Regions from separate parts of the Triticum aestivum genome. Here region 1 is linked to region 2. A link is a contact called in public Hi-C data. All regions are on one chromosome and are shown on one strand. The core of a region is the stretch at or near the end of the contact, and the rest is flanking DNA. Distances in the headings are between cores, read along the strand shown. Region 1 holds the start of LOC123111743 (sulfite exporter TauE/SafE family protein 3). Region 2 holds the start of LOC123111741 (sodium/potassium/calcium exchanger 1).

Region 1 (4,902 bases), core at 2,379-4,878, 430 kb after region 2:
TTAGTTGCGCCAAACTTAGCTCCGAGCGCATCCCACAAGTTTTTGGCAACATGCATATGGAGATATGCGTCCACAAGCTTGTCTCCAGTCACAGTAAGAATGGCTCCCACAAAGATGGTGGCTGCCTCCCTAAACGCATTCTCCTGTTCAGGAGCAATCATTACTGTGGGAGACACACCACCAACCCAGAACACGTTCATTGCTATGAGCCACAAGGTGGTTCTGGTCTGCCAACGCTTCAAATGCGTCCCAATAACTTTTCCGGTTTCAGAGTAGCGGCGAAGCCACGAGCCGAAAAGTGCCTAAAATAAGGTTTTTGGATTGTTGGAAATATTAGCACTTTCCTAACTAATCTAATCACGAGTAAGCAGTAAACATGGCAAATACGGTATGCATCTCATACCGATACCTAAGCATGTGAGCACGTACAGTACATAGAAGCGAAACATCTATGAACAACATATATATGGCTAGCACATGTACGAGTAAACGAGGGATGAACAAATCATACCCACCAGTTGGCCAGGCCAACGCGGCGGCGGTAGCAGCAGCCTCGGCGTCGTCCGTGGCCTTCTTCTTGGCGGCGGCGTCTTCGACCATGATGTCGATGCAGGGGAAGTAGTGGAAGCAAAGGCGAATGGAGACGGGGACGGATCGGGAGCAGTCGCGTCGAGACGCTCCCCGAAAACCTTATTATCGTTCTCCCGGGCAGGATCTCATTGACAGGGTTCCAAAGGCACCTGCTCTCCCGACCAACCATGCACGTGGTCGTCGGGATGGGATCGCCGGGAGCAGCACAGAGAGAAGAACAGTAGATGACGGCTAGAGTTGTGCGAGAGGGAGTGAGTGAACTAAATTAGGGTTTACTCCACCGGCCAGCGCTTCTACCACATCGTTGTAAATGAAGTTCTACCATAACAAACACCGTCTTTTCATTGCAAAGTGGTATAGAGAATTGATCCAATATGGATGGAATCATGAATAGTCATTGGTTTAGTTTTTTTATACTAATTAAAACTTGCTATCTATGGAGCAATATGAACAAAAGAAAGAAAGTATTTATCCAGGAAGCCTCCGCCAAGATCCATTTTATTTAAGAGAAAAGTATACTTTTCGTCCCTCAATTTTTGGCGGAGCCTAGATTTGATCCCTCAACTCCAAATACAGACAACTTGCACCCTTAACTACTGAAACCGGGCAAGATTCATCCCTCGTCATTGTTTTGACCGGTTTTGGTGCTGTCCCACCCCGGTTTTAACCGTGCCGACTCGAATTCGCATACTTTTTCCAAGTTTGTTTAACGTTTTCAAATTCGGGTACTTTTATCAAATACGTAATCTTTTAAAATTAGTGTACTTTTTCCAAGTGCACGTACTTTTTTAAATCCACGTACTTTTTCAAAATTCATATTTTTTTTTAAAAATGACGTACTTTCTCATATCCGGTTACATTTTTTTGGAAAGGGTTCATGAATTTGGAAAATTTATGCGAACTTGAGAAAAGTACGTGGATTTGGATTTTTTACGCAAATTAGAAAAAAAATGGATTTGAAAAAAATATTTCAACTTGAAACAAGTACGTGAATTTAAAACAAAGTTCATGGATTGAAAAAGGAAAATGGATTTGACAAAAATACATAAACTTTAAAAAGTACGCGGATTTGAAACAATTATGCGAATTTCAAAAATAGTTCATGGATTTGGAAATAATACACTTGGATTTGATAAAATTACACGAACATGGAAAAAATACGCGGGTTTGAAAAAAGTATGCAAATTTAAGAAAATCACTGATTTGAAAAAAGCAAACAAATTTTAAAATAGTTCAGGGATTTGAAGAAAGTATGTTTACTTTTTAAAATTACGTGACCTTGAAAAAACTACATGAATTTGAAAAGAGTATATGAATTTCAAAAGGTTCACAGATATGAAAAAAATACGCGAACTTGAGTCAGCATGGGTCAAACCCCGGGTAGGTCAGCACCAAAACCGGCCAAAACCGAGACCAAGGACGAACCTTGTCCGGTTTCGATAGTTGGGGGTGTAAGTTGTCCGGTTTCGTAGTTGAGGGACCAAATCTAGATTTCACCAAGAGTTGAGGGACGGAAACCCATATTAAAATTCTATCATATGAATGAATCATAATTTGGAAAAGACGACCAAACAAGTTTGCTTAAAGGCGAGGCGGGCGGTGGAGGAGGAGGAGCGCGCGTGTACAACTCCTATTTCAAATTCTCAATAGCAAGTGGTAGAGCAACCCTTATAAAAAGGTTTCACTTTTCTTACTGTAGCAGTGTGGTACTAAACTTTCCACCAAACTTCCCACAACTTGCCGTACACACATTCATGACCTTTAAAGATTAACCAGATATTATTGTTTTATATGGGCCTAAGCCCATCCATAATCCATCAAACGTGTGGTTGCAGGAGAAAAGAGGCAAAGCTGCAAAAAGTCATACACATATAATCGGCGGATGGCGACCATACGAGCAAAATCACGTACACTCGTGAGAAAAAGCCTTTTGTTCCTTGCGCACGAGGGGTCCAAGCAAGCAAGCGGCGATAGAGCGCTGCTCCCTACGTTACGTACGGCTGGCAGTGGCAGTAGAGTAGAGTGGCGATGCCAAAAAGCAGTGCATTACTTGTGGTTTTGCTTGTTCCGTTATTCAGTTTGTTATAGGACAGCTTGTGCTCACCGATGGCTGGATTGTCGATATCCCTGGCTACCTAAGTTTCCTCGCAAGCCAGCCTTGGATGCATGGCGACAGTAATAACAACAACCAAGCACATGGATTTTCCTAGTAAAAGCGGCAGACAAACTACTATCCAGCCAAAAAGGAAGAGCAAATCAACAGAATAATAAAGAAAACAAAGGAAATGCGCGCCCCACACGAGGCGTTGTTGTTGTTGTTGTTGTTGTTCCATTAGTATGTCTTTGTGGATTTTAACACTCTTGTCCACGTAGAAAATAGTCCAGTAATAATGTTGGCGTCGGTGTCTCCAATGGATTCAGCCAAGGACAAGGAGGTGGTCTAGGTAGGAGCGACGGAAGAATGAAGCTGTCATGTGGACGCGATCTCCTTCTTTACTTTACACGTCTCAGTAGTACTATACCAGTATATATTTCATCTAGATCATGGACATGATAGTAACGTATAGTATAAACCAGCACCAACTTGCGCCTTCATTGTCCACTCCTGTACGAGATGGAAGCTGCACCCTCTGACATTTCATCGTTTCTCATTGGTTTTTCTTTACGAAAGTTTTTTAGTGTTTCTTTTCTAAAACTATCATATAGTTTCTTAGTGTTTCACAGGCCAAGTTCTCCTTTGTTTACCCTGCGAAAGAACTGCACTTTTTACTCGTCCGTGATCCCATCCTAGTCGTACCCGAAAAGAATTACTCCCTCCGTTCGTAAATGCTTGTTAGACGCAATAAATGTATTTAGATGTATTTTAATTTTGAATATCTATTTTATTTATTTCTGTGATAAGTAATTTGCGGACCAAGGAAGTAATCTACAGAACTATACTTCCCGGATCCAGGTTTCCTACACGTGATTCTCACTAAAAAGTGTCAACGGGCCGCTTCGTAATTTCGCCGCTGCGCAGCGGGTATATTGCAAACTGCCTCGCTGTCCCTCTAAATTTGGCCCGAGTTCGTTCGTAGCCTTCCCCCTTCTCACGTGTCTCTTCTCCCTCCCTCTTCGGTCTCCGCCGAATCCCAGCTCCTCCCGTCGCCCTCGCATTGCGTCCGGCTCCGGCGAGTTTCCTCCGCTTCCTTTCCCAATCCGAACCGCCGGAGACCACGGCTTCGACCGTCTTTGTCTTTCCCGCACGTCTGTCTTGTGCACCCGAGAGAGCCATCAGGAATCATCCAGACTAGGAGAGCCGCGGCGGCCTTCGTACGTTTCCGCAATCCCAAGCCGCAAACAAGGCGTTTCAATTCTGTGATTTCTCAGGCTCAGTCTGCCCTCCAGCTCTGATTATCTTCTTCTTTCTTTTGTTGTTGGGAAAAAAAGTAGGGAAGCGGTGCAGGAAGTTGCCTTTCTTGGCTTGGCTGGGTCCGAGGAATGGGGAGGAGGATGCGGCAAGCCATTGCCGTGCTAGGCGTCGCTTGCGCGGCCGCCTTCGCCGTCGCCGCCGCCGACCGTGGGCTCTCGCTGCCCAGCGACCGCGCCGTGGTGGTGGCGCCGGAGGAGATCAGCCTCCTCAACAAGATTGCCAATTTCATGTGGCAGACCGATAGGAACTCGTACCAGCATGTTTGGCCGGTAACACACAAAACAAACCCCAGCTTTCCGAGCATTTCTTTAACCAGCGCGTCTTTTCTACTAGCTTCTACTGTAGTTTGCTTTCAGCTATTTTATTAGCCATGAGATGAACCGCTGCACCTTTTTACCTGCTTGGTTTGTGGGAATTCAGTTTGACCCATGCATGAGGGAACTGAACTTTCTTGATTTAAATTAATTATTATGTAGCTCAAACTCCATACTACGTACATCTTTGTGTGTGATACTTTTTCAGTATATCTCTGTACCTCTTCTTTTTCGGATGTGTGGTGCTAATTTGGTGGATTTTCTGGATGTGGTAGCCAATGGAGTTTGGATGGAAAATGGTGCTGGGGTCGCTGATCGGATTCTTTGGCGCGTCATTTGGGAGCGTTGGAGGTGTTGGTGGTGGCGGGATCTTTGTACCGATGTTGACATTGATCATCGGGTTTGATCCAAAGTCTTCAACTGCCATATCCAAGTGTGAGGATCCAACTCTTTCCTTTGGGATTTTCTTCTTCTGTGCCTGCCTGCTCTGAAAGCAACAGTTCTTGCTGTCCCCAAGCATTCATTTCTCAAGCTTGTTCAGTATGCGGTGCTGTAAAGATTCCTTCATGTGTGCATTAGTTTGCC
Region 2 (4,325 bases), core at 1,073-3,572:
GCGGTTTGACCGATAAAGATCTTCGTAGAATATGTAGGAACCAATATGGGCATCCAGGTTCCGCTATTGGTTATTGACCGAGAATAGTTCTAGGTCATGTCTACATAGTTCTCGAACCCGTAGGGTCCGCACGCTTAACGTTACGATGACAGTTTTATTATGAGTTTATATGTTTTGATGTACCAAAGTTTGTTCGGAGTCCCGGATGTGATCACGGACGTAACGAGGAGTCTAGAAATGGTCGAGACATAAAGATTGATATATTGGAAGCCTATATTTGGACATCGGAATCGTTCCGGGTGAAATCGGCATTTTACCGGAGTACCGGGAGGTTACCGGAACCCCCCCCCCCCCGGGGGGGGGGGGGTTATTGGGCCTACATGGGCCTCGAGGGAGAAGAGGGAAGGAGGCAGGAGGGGGCCGCGCACCCCTCCCCTTCCTAGTCCGAATAGGACAAGGGAAGGGGGGCGGCGCCCCCCCCCCCCTTTCCTTCCCCTCTTCCTCCTGTTTCCCCCCTTCTCCTATTCCAACTAGGAAAGAAGGGAGTCCTACTCCCGGTGGGAGTAGGACTCCGCCCTTGGCGCGCCCTCCTTGGCCGGCCGCCTCCTCCCCCCTGGCTCCTTTATATACGGGGGCAGGGGGCACCCCATAGACACACAAGTTGATCTACGGATCGTTCCTTAGCCGTGTGCGGTGCCCCCTTCCACCATATTCCACCTCGGTCATATCGTCGCGGAGTTTAGGCGAAGCCCTGCGTCGGTAGAGCATCATCATCGTGACCACGCCGTCGTGCTGACGGAACTCATCCCCGAAGCTTTGCTGGATCGGAGCCCGGGGATCGTCATCGAGCTGAACGTGTGCTGAACTCGGAGGTACCGTACGTTCGGTACTTGGATCGGTCGGATCGTGAAGACGTACGACTACATCAACCGCGTTGTCATAACACTTCCGCTTACGGTCTACGAGGGTACGTGGACAACACTCTCCCCTCTTGTTGCTATGCCAATCATCATGATTTTGCGTGTACGTAGGAATTTTTTTTGAAATTACTACGTTCCCCAACAGGTCGCCACCCTGGGGCAAGCGCAGCTTCACTCGAACCTTGCTCTGATACCAATTGTTGGAAATTCACCCCCAGGTCAATCACATCAAATCACACGAACACACACGCACGAAAAACTGATAGCCTAGGGCCCGTATCATGCCCTTTGTTTTCCTCTTTATTTCTATTTTCTGATTTTCTCTGTGTTACAAAACGCAAGGCCAGGGCTGTGTATATATACACAAGACCATGACCAACCAGACAACCTGACCCTATACTTACCTGTATGACCCCTAGTCCTACACGGACACAACCAAAACTAACCTAGCATACCTATCTGAACTAGGACTAGTAGTCGTACATGACACCTAAATCAACTTTGCTTTCCTAATCTAATTACCGGCAACGCTGATCACACTACTAGTCATAACTGGACATAACTAGCACACTTCTAGCCAAATTCAAACTTGTTTGGATTAACCTAACAGTAGAGAACCAGGAAACTTGTGTTGTTTGGTATAAGGATCAGAGGATGCTACGCGTGCGGGGAGCCCACATGACGCGTGTCGCACATTGGAGGCGGATGACTCGGGGCTGTTTGCATCCGGATGGAGCCAAGGAGTTTACATGTAAAAAGCACTTGTTGATAATGTAAATGACACAACACTCGTTTTTACATCTCCCAGTTTACATCATGTACTGCAAATGCTCTTAGAAGTTAGTGTAGAGAATGATTTGGCGGCGGGAGGAAGGCGGCGCGGCGGAGAGAGGCGGCGCGGCGTGGGGAGGGAGGCGCGCGGTGGAGGGAGGGCGCGCAGGGAGGAGAGGTGGAGGCGGCGGCCCGTGGCGGCGGCTAGGGTTAGCGGAAGCCGGAAGATCGACTTGCGATAGATACCATGTAGAGAATAATTTGGTGCATCGATAATTGATTGATCGTGCACTAGGCACATATATATATAGGTACAAGGGATGTGACCGATATTTTGTCTCCTAAGATATACGTACATACAAAGGGAGACAGATACTACAGGTATTACATACAGGACCCAAACCTACGTATATGTACACATGTTCAACAGTTAGGTCTGCGTGTTAGCCAAGCACATTGTCAGCTGGACTGGCTGCCGTCATCCCTTTGTAGCGTGAGGTGTGTATTTCGACTCCACGCGCCCGCATTTATTTTTAGTGAAATTTTACATCGGACGCCTTTGAGTGGGCCGGCCCATTTGCGCGGCCTTCAGCGAAAGCTCAATTATTGGAAGCACGCGGGCGTCCAACAGGCTAAGCCCACATTCAGCCTCAGACTGGCTAAGCCGCCTAGCCCAGCGCAGCGACTTCTGGAGTCCTCCAAGCCAGCGCACGTGCTGTGCACCAAAAATGGCCGAGGAAGGCAGGCACATCGCCGCCGGTGACCCCATCCGGCCGCCGCGGCTGGAGGATGCGGGCCTGGAGGACTGCGCGCTCCCGCCGGAATCCATCGCCGAGGCTTTCTCCCTTGCGGCGTTGGCCGTCTCCTCCCGCCTCCCCCACCTCTCCCTCTCCGACGACGAGGACGAGGACGAGGGAGATGACCCCCTCGCGCCTCGTGGAGGCTGCGTGGAGGACGCGGGACCCACCCGAGGGGCCATTCCCGACGCCCTTGTTGGCGCAGGGGGCGGCAGCGAGGGCGGCGCCGACGAGGTCGTGGTCGTCGGCGGCGGTGGCGGAGGAGGCAGCGACGAGGTGGTAGTCGTCGGGCGCGGAGACGAGGAAGATAGGGTTGTTGTGGTCGGAGAAGAGCTGGGGCAGGAGAAGCGTTGCGGCAAGGGAACCAGAGAAGGAGAGCGCCGGAAGGAGGAGGAGGAGGAGGAGGAGACGGTGGAGAAGGCCATCTTGCTGGAAGATTTCGCGTGAGCTTTGTGAGCTTTTCCTTTAGCCTGATAAGATATTTCCCTAGTACTTTCTTGTTTGTTTGACTTGTAATGTAGTGAATCTCCCTATGAGCAAGGCAAGAGTGAATTTATCTCAGATGTAGTGTTTAATTTTAAGATCATTACTAATGTGGTGGTTGATTTTAAGATCAGATGACAGTATGTTAGTCTCTAGTGGCAAGCTAGTTAGCATCAATGGTATTCGATTTAGTGCACTGCTGATGATTGTTGTCGTTTTCCCGTTCGATTGTTCAAAGTTAGTGACAAGCTGCGAATGCACCTGACATTATTGGTTGTCGTAAGGGGAAATGATGCAAATGTGATTGTGTCTGATATATAATGTGTCTTAGTAGGGCTTGCAAACAGAGAAATGTTAGAAGAAACACCTGGATCTGACATGGCATCAAATCTTTCAACAGAGAAATGTTTGGTGCAGAAACCTTCCTCGATAAATTTATGGAGTGGGAAAATAATACAAGGCATCACTCGTAAAAATAAATAGAACAGAGCAGACTTTTTATTGATCATGAACATGATTTGTACTTTTTCAACTGGAACTGAAGTTGGATTACTGATAAACTAACACCACTGCAGTACACAGTGCCACTCTCGTGAGGGAATTTAGTGAAAGCTTTTCTGTAAAATAATTGGATGTGCTAAGGTCACTAGCAGGTTAGACTTTTTTTTGGTGTGTGGAAATAGCAGTTTAGACTGGTTAGTGTGCTGATAGCCCAGCCTAGCAGACAATTGTCGTGTCAAAGTGAATGGAAGCATTGAAAGTATGTATGAGTACATACATATAGCTGAGTAACTAGTTAAATAGCTTGAATGATTTTTCATCGTATAACTATAACATGGTCGAAGATAGTCACTGAGTCATTTCATTTCATTGTTGTGCCTATATTTTTGCAGCCCTTCAGGTAGCTTCCATGCTTAATCGTCTTTCTACAACAAGATGAACTCAATGGTTCAAGTAATGATAAATGATTTCAGCTAAGTCATGAGTCATCTAACAATCTGCTTGACATAGATTTCTTTTTGCAACTAGCGCTTTTGATTGGCCAGTCACCCTTCCTGGTAGGGTTACTGCAAAAAGGATAGCCTGTTTCTCAAAAATCGATAGATAAATTTTGATTGGGTCAGAGATTCACAGAACTACCATTATTTGCAATTGTTAATATGTTTGAGATATAATCATATATCAGTTGTCCATCTAGTCCTGTTTATGAGGTTTATCAGCTCCGCATTTCCATGTGCCTCAGTGTTCCAACTTCCAAGTTAAGTCTTTGGCCTGATTACTGGCTACCAACTCTCATTAAATGGGAATGAGCGATCCATTTATATTTGGGGTGGTGCTTAACAAAAGATACCTA

Evidence for each region. A called contact is a pair of places that touch in the nucleus more often than the background predicts.
Region 1: a contact with region 2 is called in a Hi-C map of leaf, with 4 times the contacts expected there. The contact joins the promoter of LOC123111743 here to the promoter of LOC123111741 in region 2. A contact is called at or near these places in 2 of 5 Hi-C or Micro-C datasets (both in leaf).

What each region holds. Positions count from the first base shown.
Region 1 is chr5B:339,021,014-339,025,915 of IWGSC CS RefSeq v2.1, forward strand. LOC123111743 (sulfite exporter TauE/SafE family protein 3) reads left to right here and starts at 3,629. Exons shown (of 13, transcript XM_044532593.1): 1 at 3,629-3,903; 2 at 4,021-4,272; 3 at 4,593-4,752. The coding sequence starts at 4,072.
Region 2 is chr5B:338,596,058-338,600,382 of IWGSC CS RefSeq v2.1, forward strand. It overlaps LOC123111741 (sodium/potassium/calcium exchanger 1), which reads left to right and starts at 2,323. Exons shown (of 1, transcript XM_044532592.1): 1 at 2,323-3,238. The coding sequence starts at 2,420. The coding sequence ends at 2,935.